Linked DNA regions of Mus musculus: region 2 is linked to region 1. The links are chromatin contacts, called in public Hi-C maps. All regions are on one chromosome and are shown on one strand. The core of a region is the stretch at or near the end of the contact, and the rest is flanking DNA. Distances in the headings are between cores, read along the strand shown.

What was found. Hi-C and Micro-C count contacts between places; a contact is called where the count stands out from the background.
Region 2: a Hi-C map of B cells shows a contact between it and region 1, with 6 read pairs. The contact joins the promoter of Rdh10 here to the promoter of Slco5a1 in region 1. A contact is called at or near these places in 1 of 39 promoter capture datasets (pre-B cells) and 1 of 484 Hi-C or Micro-C datasets (B cells).

Annotation. Positions count from the first base shown.
Region 1 is chr1:12,986,315-12,994,118 of GRCm38.p6, reverse strand. It overlaps Slco5a1 (solute carrier organic anion transporter family, member 5A1), which reads left to right and starts at 2,984. Exons shown (of 9, transcript NM_172841.2): 1 at 2,984-4,539. The coding sequence starts at 3,624.
Region 2 is chr1:16,102,393-16,110,196 of GRCm38.p6, reverse strand. It overlaps Rdh10 (retinol dehydrogenase 10 (all-trans)), which reads right to left and starts at 4,315. Exons shown (of 6, transcript NM_133832.3): 1 at 3,891-4,315; 2 at 2,167-2,402. The coding sequence starts at 4,179. It overlaps Rpl7 (ribosomal protein L7), which reads left to right and starts at 5,764. Exons shown (of 7, transcript NM_011291.5): 1 at 5,764-5,832; 2 at 6,513-6,687; 3 at 6,863-7,029; 4 at 7,368-7,505; 5 at 7,598-7,707. The coding sequence starts at 5,819.

The sequences.
Region 1 (7,804 bases), core at 1,735-4,234:
GCAACTACACACTGGCTCACAACCATCTGTAATGATTTCTGATGCCCTCTTCTGGTGTGTCTGAAGACAGCTAAAGTGTACTCATATACATAAAATAAATAAATCAGAGAGAGAGAGAGAGAGAGAGAGAGAGAGAGAGAGAGAGAGAGAGCATGCACTCTGTGTTCCTGTTTCTTGCTCCCAGCCCTATGCTCTCAAAATATCTGTATAAAAATACCATGGTCGTATAGCTAGGCTTTTCTCTGACTGATCCTAACGTACTATAACCCATTTACTTTCACCTACATTCTTTCATGAATCCTTTCTGCCTCCTGAATGTCCTTTCTATTCTACCCTTTCCTATAGGCCATAGGTATTTTAACTGACAAGATGATGCATCCATACAATACCAAGATGTTGTCTCTACAGAGGAAGACTGCTGTTTGATAATGGACTAGCAATAGACAGCCCTTAAGATTGTTGGGGTTTTTTTTTGTTTTTGTTTTGTTTTTTTCAAGATAGGATTTCTCTGAGTAGCCCCTGGCTGTCCCGGAACTCACTCTGTAGACCAGGCTGGTCTGGAACTCAGAAATCTGCCTGCCTCTGCCTCCCAAGTGTTAGGATTAAAGGCGTGTGACACTACTGCCCGTCTCGTGTTTTGATTAGACTCTGTTCACCACTCAAGTGTGAGATCTGACCCCTCCCACAGCATCCCCCGCCACCCCATCGGCCTAACTAGGCTAGCCACTTCTACTTTCTCAACCTGTTTTCTGTCTCCCTGCCTCGTCACATATCAATATGTCTGTCTCTGTACTCACAACAGTCCACCACTATTGACAAAGCTATTTCTGGTAAGAAAGGCAGAATGCCATGGCCCCTTGGGACTGACAGTACACAAGTCACGAACCCCCTGTGTCCTGTTCCCTGCCGCTCTTGAGAAAACTGATTTACTTGTAGTGCCATGCCTCTGTGCCTTTGCAAGTGCCCTTCCTGATCCGGACAGGAAAGTGAATGGGTGTCTAGTTCTGCAGTCGCACACTGTATAGAATGAACTGTATAAAATCCTTTTACGTGGATATTTTGGCGGGGGATGGGAGAGGGCAAGACAAGTTTCCCTAACATTAGGGATCTTGTTCCACTTTGGTCCCCAGAATCTGCTATGGTAGAAAAGACATGGTGTGTGGTGAACATGGTAGAAGCCAATAGAAGTATTTCACATGAGATGGTCTTTCTGTCCACCTTGGTGACTTAAAGACACCCGCACCCTTGGGGCTTCAGTGCGGTTCGTCTTCCCACTGTACAGATGAAGGGCAGCGGGGTGGCTGGTTGCCTGAGGGCTGGGCTGGGTGGCTGCCCGCGCGCCTGCGCCCTCTGCTGCTCCGGTCCTGGCGCGTCTCTGTGCGTGTGTGTCTGCCTGGGGAGAAGAGGCTTGGGTGACAGGCCAGAGGTTGGGGGAAGAGTTAGCCAGCTCGACTCGCAGTCTCACTCCCTGATTTCTCGGCGGCGGGACCGAGACGGTCTCCGCAGGCGGCTGGCCCATCTTCCCCCACCGCTGCCGTCCTACAGCGGCTGATCCTCTCCCAGCCCGGCAGATTGGTCGTCACCCTCGCTAGTGAGTTGCGAAAGCTTGTGCGCCTAGCAGAGCGGCGAGCTGTGCCTGGCGGTTCTGTCCTCCCACCGGCTGTGTGTGTGTGTGTGTGTGTGTGTGTGTGTGTGTGTGTGTGCGTGCGCGCGCGCGGAGGGGATGTCCCTAGGATTCCGCGTTGGTTCCGAGAGCTCGGGGCGGGGATCCGCGTGTCCATCCCATGCGAGTCTGCGTCGCGATGCGGCTGCTCCCTCAGCCAGGGGCTCCGACGCCGGGATTCCCCAGCTCGGCGTGCAGCCACGGGTGGAGTTCCCCGGGAAGGCGCAGGGGTGAGCGGGCGGAGCCCAAGTGCCGGCTTGCAAGCCACTGGCAGTCCGGTCCTGAACAATACTGGGAGATGTTGTAGCCGCCTCTCTCATCTTTTTTCTTTTCGCAGCAGCATCACAAAAGCTCAGAACGAAACCCAACGCAGCAGAACCCCAATGCCTCCCATCTGGTGCACTTCGCCGCCGGGGCAGGAGGAGTATAGGGTTCCCCAAGATTAGGGATGGGGTTTACAGCGGAGGCGCACCTGTATTAGCGCTCGCTGAATTCAAACCAAGCGCTGGCTCGCACAAAGTGAACTCGTGTGTGTGTGTGTGTGTGTGTGTGTGTGTGTGTGTGTGTGTGTGTTATACTTCAGGCCTTCGCACACCTCACGCTCTCAGGGTGTGCTTGGCAAATAGCACACCTCCGGGCCGGCGTGCCTGTGTTGAGCCGTTTCGGTGGGCTCCCCGCGCACGCTGTGCCAGCTTGCCAGCGTCTCTTTGTTTGGTGTGGCTTCACTCAACCATTTGCAAAGCAAATTGATTTTCGGTTTCGCTCAACCTTGCGCTCTGGGACTTAACGTGGGCCACAGCCTCGAATGCCCTCGTTACTTGTAATTGAATATAGTTCTTTCCGGCAAGGGGCTATTTTTAGTGTAGAGAATAACCACGCAAGCATGTTGATCCCCTCCCCCCACGCGCTGTCTTTGACTTTAAGTAGGTGTTTGATGGAGCGGACGCATTCACATCTCGTCGCGCACACGTGCCAGTGTACAAGTGTGCACACATATTTCTACACGTAGTTTTCTTTCTACCGCTTAAAAATGTATTTTAAAATTTGAGACCAGGAATGTATTGTGTGCTTGTAAAAGGAAAAAAAAAACTTTCCTTTGTTCTTCTGGGAATCTTCTATTTTGAGTCATGGAGTAGGAGTACCAGAAGGTTGCTATTAGTTCACTCGAATAAAAGACACTGCCTTCTGAGTCAGAGCTGCCAGGCTGATAATTATTAACATATAAAAGCAAACGCACTGTTTAAGGCAAAAGGGGCGGGGCGGGGGCAGGCCCGCCGCAGACAATGAGCGAGAGTCTTGGCGGACCGCCTGCTGCTCATTGTTCCGGGACTTGAGGCTGCAGTCTCTGCAGGTCCCTCCTGCACGGTTCAGCTCCTGGCTAGCACCTCGGTCCCTCTGGGGTCCACGAGGTTACTTAGCACTAGTCACCGGACCCCGGGTTGCCAGCCCCAAGTGCATCCGTCCCTCTGACCATCAATTCTCTGCTTTACAGGTCGGCAGCTTCACGACCCTGTGTGTCACAAGCCTTGCGGTGGGCACCGAACACCCCTGGAGCCACAAAGTGGGATGTTGTTCGGACAGTTGCGCTAAGAGACCCCACACTGGGCCCAGGTCGCTCTAGCTTCTGGCCACCGTCTGAGAGGCGGCGGCGGAGGGGATGAGCACCGGACGCGCAAAGCGCCTACCGCGAGCTATCCCTGAGAGTGGACACCAAGCAGGACTCCTCGAAGGACCGCGTGGACCTTTACCTCCCCCGGTACAAGGTGGCTTCTTGTTGTGCCTCGGGTCAGGATGCTCTGGGCACCTCCCTGCTGCTGAGATGTTTTGCTTCCAGGCTCTGCCATCCCCAGCCCGGGTCTCAGGAGGAGACGACTGAGTGGGCCGGGCATCAGCCCCTCGTTCAGGTGGATGAAAAGTGCCGGAGGCCTTATATGGAATCAGCGATCACATTTTAAGAGCCATGGACGAAGGGGATGCGCAGTCTCGGGCCCAACAGCAGCTAGAGGCACCGTCTTCGGTTGGAGCTGTCCAAGAGAAGTGCGAGTCAGAGTCCTTCAGGTCTAAGAGTTTACCGGTCCTGCACAGCGCCTCCTGCCGGCAGAATTTCAGTGCTGGGAATGCAGATGGCAAACTGGCCTTGGGTTGCAATGAAGCTCCAGGTCGCCAGGAGACGCATCTAGGACGGAACTTGATAGTCCCCAGCCCTTCTGCTCCATCCACTTCGGCAGGCACTACAACGGAACTCATGGACTGTAACCACAGGATGGACCCCAGCAAAACTGTGTCAGTATCTTCCACTTTGGCCACACTCCAGGAGAGAAGGTGTCTCTACGTGGTCCTTACGGATTCTCGCTGCTTCTTAGTGTGCATGTGTTTTCTGACTTTCATCCAGGCGTTAATGGTCTCTGGGTACCTGAGCAGTGTCATCACCACCATCGAAAGGCGCTATAGCTTGAAGAGTTCTGAGTCAGGGCTGCTGGTCAGCTGCTTTGATATAGGAAACCTGGTGGTGGTGGTGTTCGTCAGCTACTTTGGTGGCCGTGGGCGAAGGCCCCTATGGCTGGCAGTGGGTGGACTTCTTATTGCCATCGGGGCTGCGCTCTTCGCTTTACCTCACTTTATCTCACCCCCCTATCAAATCCAAGAGTTGAACGCTTCGGCCTCCAACGATGGCCTTTGTCAGAATGGCAACTCCACAGCCATCTTGGAGCCTCCTCCCTGTCCCAAGGACTCGGGAGGAAATAGTCACTGGATCTACGTGGCTTTATTCGTTTGTGCACAGGTTCTCATTGGAATGGGCTCTACACCGATTTACACCCTGGGACCAACCTATTTAGATGACAACGTCAAGAAAGACAATGCATCCTTGTACCTAGGTAAGACTTGGAATTCTCAGGCATGTAGTTGGCTCACAGTGACATTCTTTTTCTTCCCCAGTCACAAAGGAACACAACCTTTTGTGTTTTCAAGTATATTAAGCATTATGGTTCATTCCTTTTGAGTCCTGCTTTTGGTGTAGTATGTTTTCAGTTTGGGATAAAGAGCTCTTTGAAATAATTTCACAGTTGTCTTTTCTCACCAATACAAAGGCTGAAAAATAGGACAGCACAGGGCCCGTTCCTCTTGTTGTTCACTTTTGGGGAACCTCTATTTGTCAAGTTTATCTTCTAAGCTTTCTTTCCAAGAAATGACCAGAAAGGAGGAGAGCTCACCAGCAGTTTTGAGTCATTGCTTTGCATTGTTACATCTGTTTCTCATCCCTAAAAGCAGATGATGGGGTAGCCAGACCACATATGCTATGTCACTTCACTTCCAAACTCTATTCTGAACATGTCTGATCACCCAGCACCAACAAAGCCTGAAAAACAGTAGATGAATAAGTTATGTCTGCCCACGAGGAAGCAACAGCATGGGCCATGGATTTATCCAAGGCTGTTTTCATTGGGCTTAGAAGACCTCAGTTACTGGAGTTTGTGAGAGTTCATTACTGTCTTCTGAAGAACACAGGCTCTTGGGTTTCATTCCTTGCCTTTCATTTAAGAGCACAGCAGACAGAGGTGTTTGGGATAAGTTCCGGGTATCCATGGGAGGTCAGCCAGGTATGCACAGGGCTAACCGAGTTTCTAGATGTAACTTTGGTGGTTGTCAGCATCTCTCTGTAGTTAGTAATTGCTCCTTCTAAAGTGCACTAAAAGATGGTTTTGAACCCCTGGAAAGGATCAGTGTTGTTAGACCAGTTAATTGCTCTCTGTTCTGTTTTGCTGGAGTCCACCTAACACTTAAAACACCTAAAGGCACTCTGTGTGTGTGTGTGTGTGTGTGTGTATACATCTGTGTGTACACCACAGGACAACCTTGGATGTTGTCTTCTCTCTCTCTCTCTCTCTCTCTCTCTCTCTCTCTCTCTCTCTCTCTGTCTCTCTCTTTCTCTCTCTTTCGTTCCTGGCTTAGAATTCACCAAGGAGCTCACCTATGTGGCTGTTTAGTAACTTCTTAGCTATGTGTTGGTAGATTCCTTGATGTCTGAATGAGATTTTCCAAGAGAGTGAAGAAGATGGTCAGCTTAGAAGGGCTGTACTTTGTCTTTAGTTTACCCACTGCCCTTGGAGTTACTAACTTAACTTTGTTAGTAAATATACGCACAAATGGTAAAATAAGTATCAATATACCCACTCACTAGACTTAATAATTCCTTATTTTATCAACTGTGTATGGTGGCCAATACCTGTAATTCCAGCACTAGGAAGGGTGAGGTAAGAGCATTGCTATGGTTTTTAAGGTCACCCTGGGCTACATGGCGAGTACTAGGCCAACCAGGGCTACATGGTAGATACTGTCTCAAACAACAACAAAAACTCCACTTTGTCATGCTTAAAAGAATCTCCGTATGTGTGTGTATATTTGATGTGGGGAGCTTACTAGCATCTCCCCAATATGTGTGTATATATTTGACATGGAGAGCTAAGCTAAGTGTGTAGGTACCACTAAGCTTCATTGTGCCTCTTCTAGAAATAAGGGTATTCTGGGATTGGAATGTAGCTGAGCTGTAGAGTACTTGCCTCATGAAAGATGCTCTGGAATTGCTCTCTAGAACTACCAGTAAGTAGGTAAACAAACAGGGAAACAAATAAATGCATTCTTTTCCATACTGACAGATGTATCCACATGGTAAGAAAGTTAAGAACTAGTTCCTAATATTGTCAAACACCTTTCCAAATTCAAATTTCAATTGCCACCCGAATTCTTTTATAATTACTAATGTTAAACTCAGGAATTCCTCAAAGGTCATTTATTAATATAATTACATTTGGCCATTTGCCATTGTAGCTTTCATAATGGAGAAAATACCTCAACCTGTGTGTGTGTGTGTGTGAAGTTGACCTTTTGACTTTTTTGAAATAATTATAAATTGATGACTGCCTTAGGATACATTTTTTAAGGAAACTCCACCATAATTCTGACTTACATTAAATTAATTTTAGTAATCAATACAAGATTTTTTTTCTTAGAAAGAGGCTCACAGTGGAACCCAGGCTGGCTAGGATTCATTAAGTTTGTAGTCTAGGCTGGCTTTGAACTTTCAATACTTTTGCCTCAACTTCTTGGGTGCTAAGGTAACAGGCACATACCAACACGCCTGATCAAACCCTTTCAAATGGGCTTTATAGGTTCTTTCTGAACGAATTACGATCAGGAGACTAGTGTTTTCCAGACTACAAGCAATGTTACCCAGTCAGAATGTAGGGATTCCTTTCCAGTGAGTAATGAGGGGAAAACACCTCATGTTATTTCTTCACAAAGCTGTTGTCTGCGTTATCCATCTCCTTCCTCTCTTTTCTGACCTTCCTAGTCAGTCTTTCCAGAAAATAGCAACAACAAACCTAATGCCAGATAGCCCCTTAGAAACTGGGGGCAGGAGCAAATATCTGAAGTAACATTAAAACACCAGTATAATGGATGGGGATGTAACTGTGCACCTTCATCTTGGCAAGGCTCCATGATAGCATCCGAGGGTCTAACTGAAGAAGAAATGAAGTCACAGATTCGACAGTGGGGCTTCTACCCACTAACAACTCTGACTCCACTGTGAGGATATAGCCTTAGTGTTGGCTTTGAGTATAGAGAAAACTTTGTCAGTATGAGCAATAAGTTGGGTAGGAAACTAGCCCATGGTTTGTAAATTTATCTCAGAGTGTGGTGTATGTGTGTGTGATACTATGTTGGAAATATATATATATATATATATATATATATATATATATATATATATATATACACACACCACAGGGAAAGGAGAAAAAATGGACACCAAATGGAGATAGAAAGAATGGATGCATTTCTAGAATAGTCAATGGTGGAGCTGGCAAGATTGTTTAGTGGTTAGAGGCACCTGCTGCCAGGTCTAATTTCTGGGACTCACTTTGTGGAGGAAGAGTTACTCCTAAAAGTTGTCATCTGACTTCCACACACACGTTTTGTCACATGCTTCCCCCCTCACCACAGTGAAGGAGGTGTAATGAAACCCTTTAAAAGCTACTTGTCCTTACACTTGGAGGACATTCATGATTAATATTCATTGTCAAAGCAGAACTCAAGCTCATCCAAGACATAGGCAGGAGAGACATACATGACAGTTCACTA
Region 2 (7,804 bases), core at 3,066-5,565, 3.1 Mb before region 1:
ACGACGAACTTGTACAACCTGCATCCATTCACAGGAGGCTGTAGATTTTTTTTCTTAACACTCTAAATCAGCACTTATTTCATAGAATGTCTAGAGAAGATTTGCTACTGCTCTATGGTATTGAACTGAAGGCTATATGGCTTCTTTAAAAACCTGGATATAGGGGCTGGAGAGATGGCTCAGTGGTTAAGAGCACTGATTGTTCTTCCTGAGGTCCTGAGTTCAATTCCCAGCAACCACGTGGGTAGCTCACAACCATCTGTAATGGGATCTGATGCCCTCTTCTGGAGTATCTAAAGACAGCTGCAGTGTACTCCTATACATAAAATAGATTTTTTTTTTAAAAAACCTGGATATATTTACATTTTTATAAGTTATCAAAATAATTTTGCACAGAACAGTCAAGATGGTGAAACTTGAGGGAACTTTGTGAGGGTAAAAGTTTATAGTTAGGAAACCTCGCACCATCTCAGACAAAGGTTGAGGAAATAAAAATCCGTGTCTCTGGCTCATACTAACCTTCTAATGGTTGCATAGGTTTTTAAGACTGACAAGTCAACTGGAATCAGCATGGCAGCTCAACCACATCTCAAAAATGGAAGCAATACTCTCCCCGAGACTTGTTTGTTTTGGAGACAGGGTCCTGCTATTGTAGCCCTGGAATTCACTGTGTTAGCAGACTAACCTTGACTCATAGATTCAGCTGCCTCTGTCTCCTGAGTGCTGAGGTTAAGGGTGTGTGTGGCCACCACTGGCCCAAGCAAGGGCCAGACCTATTATTCAGAATTATAAACATATAGTATTGTTGACAAGTTGTCCTGTCAGGTCCATTCAGTTGGCTGTGACACATAATGACTGTTCTTGCAGCAGCAAAAAGCTTGTCTGTTGCTCAATTCATCTACCGCACACCGAGTACACGTGTGCTTGTCCCTCCTGTGTATGGTGATCTTATTCATTTAAAAAAAAAAAAAAAAGCCTTGACCAGAGACCTCAGCTTATTCATATGTTTATTTCTAGAAGCTTGGAAATAAACTATATAAAGCTTGCGTTTCCAAATAAAACATTAGGATAAGCTTCACGCAGGACCAGAGAAGAGGCCTGATACTGGATAAGTGACGTCTGAACACTTCCAAAGCCAGATTAAGTTTTTAAGCAGTAGCTTAAAAATTAATGAGGTTTAATGTGACCTATTTAGGAGAAACAGTTCTTTGTTGACTTCTATGAGATGATGTCTCTGCCTATGAGAGTATAATGCTATCCTCTACCTTCTCTTCCTCTGCCCCTCGGTGCTAGGAATGTAACCCAAGGCATGCACATATTCGGTTAGCACTCTGCCAGTGAGCTACCCCAGTCCTCCCTATCCCTTTTACTGGATTACTTTTCTGTCTATATAAGTAAAGGGAAAATAATAAAAAGGAAAAAGTATAAAATGGATCAACACTGCATGCACAGAATTAAAGGGGAAACTTCACATCTACCTTGACTGACAATCTAGCTAAAACGCTGGTGTTATGGTAGCCCTCTGGCAACAGAAGACCCTCCCCACCCCTGGATGCTGCAGGAGCTCCAAGAGCTAAAGGCAAACATAGTTTGCCTTTTGCATAGTTCATGGCTCGCCAGACCTCCTAAGTCCCCTGTCCTTTCAAGATGACTCCTCATTCAAGAGAGGGTGAGCCTACAAAGTTCTGAGATGCCCACCACCTGAACAGTGTGGATGGCTGGTGGATGGTAAGTAGCTGCCAGGGTGGCCTAATCACTCCCAATGAACCACAGATGCTGATCTCAGATGTCTAGGACTTTCTAAAATGTGGCTGAGCAGTAGTTTGGAAGCCTAACCCCTGACTTTACGAATTCATAAGAACCAGGGTTTTATAAACTCAACAGAAAGCTAAATAAACAAAACTAGGGTTTATACTCCCTCTTGTTATTTTTACAGCAATCTTTCAAACTAGTTCCCATAGTCAATTTCTGCCTTCTTAAGAAATACTGAAAGAGGAGCAGTTTAAAATTCTCATCAGACATTGTAACCCAGCATGTGGGGACAGCTCATTAGACAGGCATCTCATGCAGAAGACTGAGATGGCTTCCATGCTGGCATGTGCTCCTCTTCCCAGCCTTTTCATTGAGGAGGGTCCAGGGAACAAAAACAAAGATGTTTATATTTACCCAGAAGTGTGCGTGGCAGTTGACCATCATGGTTCTTTCAATGAGCTCATCAGGACATTCCAGAAGGTGATGTCCAGAAACCACACCAGCATTATTGACCAGGACCGAGACCTCGCCAACCTCCTTGCGGACCCTTTCAGCTGTCAGGTAGACATTCTCTCTCTTCCCCACGTCACAAGTGTAGGTAAAAACCTGTAAGTTACACGGGGGCAGGATTTCCTCCTCACCTTTTCCAGCTGTCCTCAGAAGTCCGGATGAGGGGAGAATGAAAGAAAGAAGGGTTGCAGAAAGTGAGCCACAAGGCAGTCAGTAGGAGAGAAATCATACAAAGCAAAATACTACAGTGAGCTTCAAATTTCTAACACTGTAATGCCTGCCAATAATTCAGCTTACAGCTGCCTTCCTCCCCTGAAAGTCTTTGGGAATTACAGCAATTTACTGGACAACCTTGCTTAGGGGAAAGTCATGTAATTGTGGCAAGTCCAATACAAGTAGACCACATGGGATCAACTTGCTGGAGCTAGACACCTGCAAAGAACTGATCTCAGCCCAGAGAATAACACACATTGCAGATGGGGGTGGGGAGGAAGCTGGTGGCCAGAGAGAGCTCTGCTCTCAAAACAGAAATTCACTTTAAGGCTCACAAATCCAAACTGTAAGCAACAATCTAAACTCATTCAAAGCCAAGCAATGAATGAGCAGTTTCTAATGAAAGAATGCAAGTCACTGGTTTAATTTTAAACTGATTCCCCTAAGAATTAATCTCACAGATAAAGTTTAGAGGTTAATAATATGCAAGTGTACCACATTAGAGTCCAAACAGCATCGAAATCAAAATCTCTTCTCTAAAGCATTGCTTTTAAGATTGGGTAGGGAGCACAAATGCCCAAATTTGTTGCCTCTCCACACTAGCTTTGAAAATGTAACATTTTGAACCTTACATAAAACACACAGCTTCTGGTAAGTTTGGTAACAAATGACAGGTATATGGGAGAATGGAGCCCAAGTCAATTTAGCCACCAATTTTCCTAGAACAGTATCTATAGTGGGTCATGATCTCTACTTAGGCTTTAAAAAAGTTTCAGGCGCAAACTAATTGTTAAACACATAAGATGTAGATTGGGGTGCCTCCAAATCATGAGAGAAATTTTGCAAAAGGCGGGGGGGGGGCGGGGGGGGGCGAGAGAAAGCACTTTCTCAAGAGGAAGGGAAGCACTCATATTTACTCAGGGTTAGTAACTAAAGCACTTACTTAAGGCTGGGGAAACAATGTAATTATTTTCCAGGAGCTAAAGTTATAGTGAAAGGATCTATAGCGCCCAAGTCTAAGCAGCTCAGACCTCACAGAAACAGATAACTGTTTCAGTCCACTGTGGAAACAACTTCTCAAGACTCTCTATCTTCCCATCATGCCACATGCAAATCAGACTGAGAAATTACTTTTGGACCCAAACCTGCGGTAGCAAGTTCCCCCTGTCTTACACTACTCGCAGAGTTTAGGAAACCTCAGCTTGGGACCGAAGAAACAGGATCTCCTATGTTTTGCACGCTTTCAGTCTTCTAACACAGAAAACCTTGCTCTCTTATCAAGGGGCAAATTCCACTCGCCTTCCAGAAGACCAGCGGGGTGTTCCTTTCCGGGAGAGCGAGGCTGCCCATGACACTAGGCAGTGGAGACCCTCCGGGCTGGGGAGATGTTTGACTCAACAATACACAGGCATTACCTTGCAGAGCAGCAGCGTCGGCCGCCTCCAGGTCCCGGTAGATGTGGCGAACCATGCCTGCGGTCTCCTCATTGCTCTGCGTGTTGATGTCCCAGAGAACCAGCAGCGCCCGGCGCCGGGCGAACTCGAGAGCAAAGAGGCGGCCCAGGCCGCTGCCCGCGCCCGTGATGAGGCACACCTGGCCGGCCACGCTCTTCTCCTTGGGCCGCACCAGCCAGCGCGCCGCGGCCAGCACGAACGCCCACAGCACTTTGAAAGTGACCACGAAGAACTCCACTACGATGTTCATCGCGACGCCCCGGGTCCCGCAGCAGCCCAGCACCGTGTCCTCACTCTCCCTGCGCCAGACAGCCCAGCTCCTGGCCCCGGAGGCGCTTGTCACCGCGATCCGGACGCGAAGGCTGCGCCCGGAGTCCGCCCCCGAGGTGCTGCGGGGCTGAATTGCGCGGGGCCAGTTCCGCCCGGGCTCGGCGCAGTGGCCACGGGCTGTGCCTGCCGCTGCTCCCGGCTCGGCGCCTCCTGCTGGCGGCCGCCTGTTTGTCCCACAGCGTCCGTCCGTCCGTCCAGTCCCGCTGCAGCGGCGGTGACAGCCGCGAGTTAGGCGACGCGCGCTGCCCTCATGGCCAAGCCGCCGCCGCCCGAACGTCCCCGGCGCTGCTGCAGCGGCTCCCCGTCTTCCTAGGACAGGGGTGCGCCGAGCGGATGCGTCGGGACGCGGGAGTTGTCAACTTGACTCAAGTTGCGGGAGGGTGCGGGCAGCGCCGGGAAGGGCCGACTTGCGGGGCGCACGCGAGGGCTGCCAACCGCTCGAGCTGCCAGCGCGACTCGGGTCCCCTGCCCTGCACTCGCGCCGCTGTCACTCGGGCACGGGGCCCCGCAGCGTCTGAGCGTTCCCAGCCGGCTCTGAGGTAGCTCCACACTCCGCGCTATATAACCCACCGCCGGGAAGCGCCGGCCGCTGCAGTGGCATCGGCCCTCCCTCAGCTCGGCCCTCCCCGCCCCCGGTCGCACCCCGCCCCCGGCCCAGCCTCCCCTCCCCGCTCGCCCTCCCGCCGGCCGCCCCACCGCGCGGGGCAGCCCCTCTTCCACGACCGCGGCCGAAGGCTCCCGCCCTCGTCGTGCCACTCTTCGCGGCTCACGCCCCCTGCTGAGGGTCGCCGTGGCTTGCGCCTGCCGGGTCCCGCAGCAGCGAACCCCCCCATCCTCCTCGGACCTTCGGGTCATCACTCTTCCCGGTCTCGCTGCTTTCGCCAACCGAGGGACTGTGGACCTGGCGGCCGATGATCAGGCGCTGCGGAAGACAGCCCGGCAGTCGGGCGGAAAAAGGACCTCGGCAGCGCAGCCGAGGTGGGGGAGCAGGGCTGCGTGGCCACGGGCCGCAGAGAGCCGGAGGAGGTGACAGACAGTGATTTCATAGCTCAGCTAGCCGCTGAGGACGTGAAGCCTCATACTCTAGTGAGCCTAATGGGAATCACCGCCGCGAAGGCTGCCCAGAGTGTCGGTCAACGTCGCCCTCCAGCCCCGCGGGTTATGCAGCGACGCATGCTGGGACTTGTAGTTCACATCCCTGAACATGCCTTTTGGGTCCAACGAATTCCGCAGAGCCTGACCCTAGGGTTGTCAACGCAACCTGGAGAAATTAAGCCCAGAGCTGACGAGGTGTCCCCACTCTATTCATTAAAAAAAAAAAAAAAAAAAAAAAAAATGTATTCAGTGCATTTGTTTTCCGATGAGTTTTACCATAAAGTTGGCTGGCCGTGACTAAGCCAAGCTGTTCATTTTGCGCCAGCAAAGTGCAAAAATCTCAATTCTAGATTATTTTCCGGCTTATCTCAGGACAGCTATAAGGCGTGGGGCTTCGCGCCCTGAGACCTTTAAGGAGACAGTGCGCATGCGCCACCTTTCTCTCTTCTTTTCCGGCTGGAACCATGGAGGCTGTTCCGTAAGTCGATTCTTCTCTCCCCCAGAATCCTTCTCCATCCCCCAAACTAGAGGCATTTTGTCTCACTTTTCCTGTATCTGAGTGTAGCCTGGAACCACTGCCTGCCTGTCTGGGTGTTTGTGACGCCGTGTGGTACTAGGAGGGAGTGCGGGGGGCCTCCGCGCGGAGGCCTTGGCAGTACCAGGAGCAAACTGAGGGCAGACTGCGGATCCGGCTACTTGGGCGGAGGTCCGTTCTTCGGTAGAATGTATTCCGCGGAATCATGGAACGAGATCCTTTGTAGCTAAAGTTATCTTAGCCGGCTGCTTACCGGCAGCCTCCTGCATATGGAGCTTGAGACTTGATCGAGGATCAGTGAGTCCTGGAACCCAAAAAGTGTGCAGTACAGTTTTTTCAGTGTGACTTGACAACTTGTAACAATTCACAGGCCAGGACTGATGGCTGGGGTTAGGCATAAATCTCTTTAATGTCATACATGTTTACCTTTAAGTAAGGTGTGTATAACGTGAAGGTTGTGGGCATGAACGCTGCATCTCCAGTAGAGCTTTCGGGAACGACGGAGATGCTAGATGCTGCCGGTTTGAGTGGGTGACAGTTTTAACGTAGTTCTGAGCACCTAGTGTGTGTGATACATCACCAGGAAGTTTTTTGACCTACTAGTAATTCTCTACAAACAACAGAGAGAAGAAAAAGAAGGTTGCCACTGTGCCAGGAACCCTTAAGAAAAAGGTTCCTGCTGGGCCAAAAACTCTCAAGAAAAAGGTTCCCGCTGTGCCAGAAACCCTCAAGAAAAAGCGAAGGAATTTCGCAGAGTTGAAGGTGAAGCGCCTGAGGAAGAAGTTTGCCCTGAAGACAGTAAGTAAACTTTGGAGGTCTTTAGTGGGCCAGGGAGCTTATTGGGACTGAGCGTGGGGTGAGATTGAAGAGAGATCTTCCTGGTTTGATATTCTCAAGTCATCCTTGTATAAAACTGATGCTGTGCTCTGTTTCAGAGCCAAGAATTATGACTGACTGGCCATTGGTTTTTCAGCTTCGAAAGGCAAGGAGGAAGCTCATCTATGAGAAGGCAAAGCACTATCACAAGGAGTACAGGCAGATGTACCGCACTGAGATTCGGATGGCCAGGATGGCAAGGAAAGCTGGCAACTTCTATGTGCCCGCAGAACCAAAGCTGGCCTTTGTCATCAGAATTCGAGGGTGAGTTCACTTTGCATCGTGTTCTGGCAGCAATGGCTGTATTGTGCCTGCCCTTAGGAAGGGGGCCGAGAATTACGGGGGGCGGGAAGTTGTTTGTGAAACCTGTGCCTAAGCTGCTTGCTCTGACTGCATTTCAGTGTCCTGTAGTTGTCTAAGAGCTTAAAAACAGTTTACTTAGTATCATTCAGTCATCTTTTATGATAAAACAGGAATCAAGAGAAGGCAAGCTAGTAGTGATAGCGTGTTGAGATTACACACACATACTATGTGGTGACTAAGTTTTGTATTACTTAAAATTACAATAAAAGCTGTATGGATCTATTTTTTTTCTCTGGCAGTATCAATGGAGTAAGCCCAAAGGTTCGTAAGGTTCTGCAGCTCCTTCGTCTTCGACAGATCTTCAATGGCACCTTTGTTAAGCTCAACAAGGCTTCAATTAACATGCTGCGGATTGTGGAGCCATACATTGCATGGGGGTGAGTTTTCTGTCTAGTCGGTTGGCTTTTATGATGAGATGAATGTTAGACACTTGGGCTGTATTCTAACTTACCTGGTTTTCCTGGTGCAGGTACCCCAACCTGAAGTCAGTAAACGAGCTCATCTACAAGCGAGGCTACGGCAAAATCAACAAGAAGCGGATTGCCTTGACAGATAATTCCTTGATTGCTCGGTCTCTTGGTAGGTAATGATTTTTCAGGGAGGGATTGATACTAGTCCAAGGTCATGTTTTCTGGCCAGACTTTAAATTTATTTTTTTACTTTTATTTTGTATACG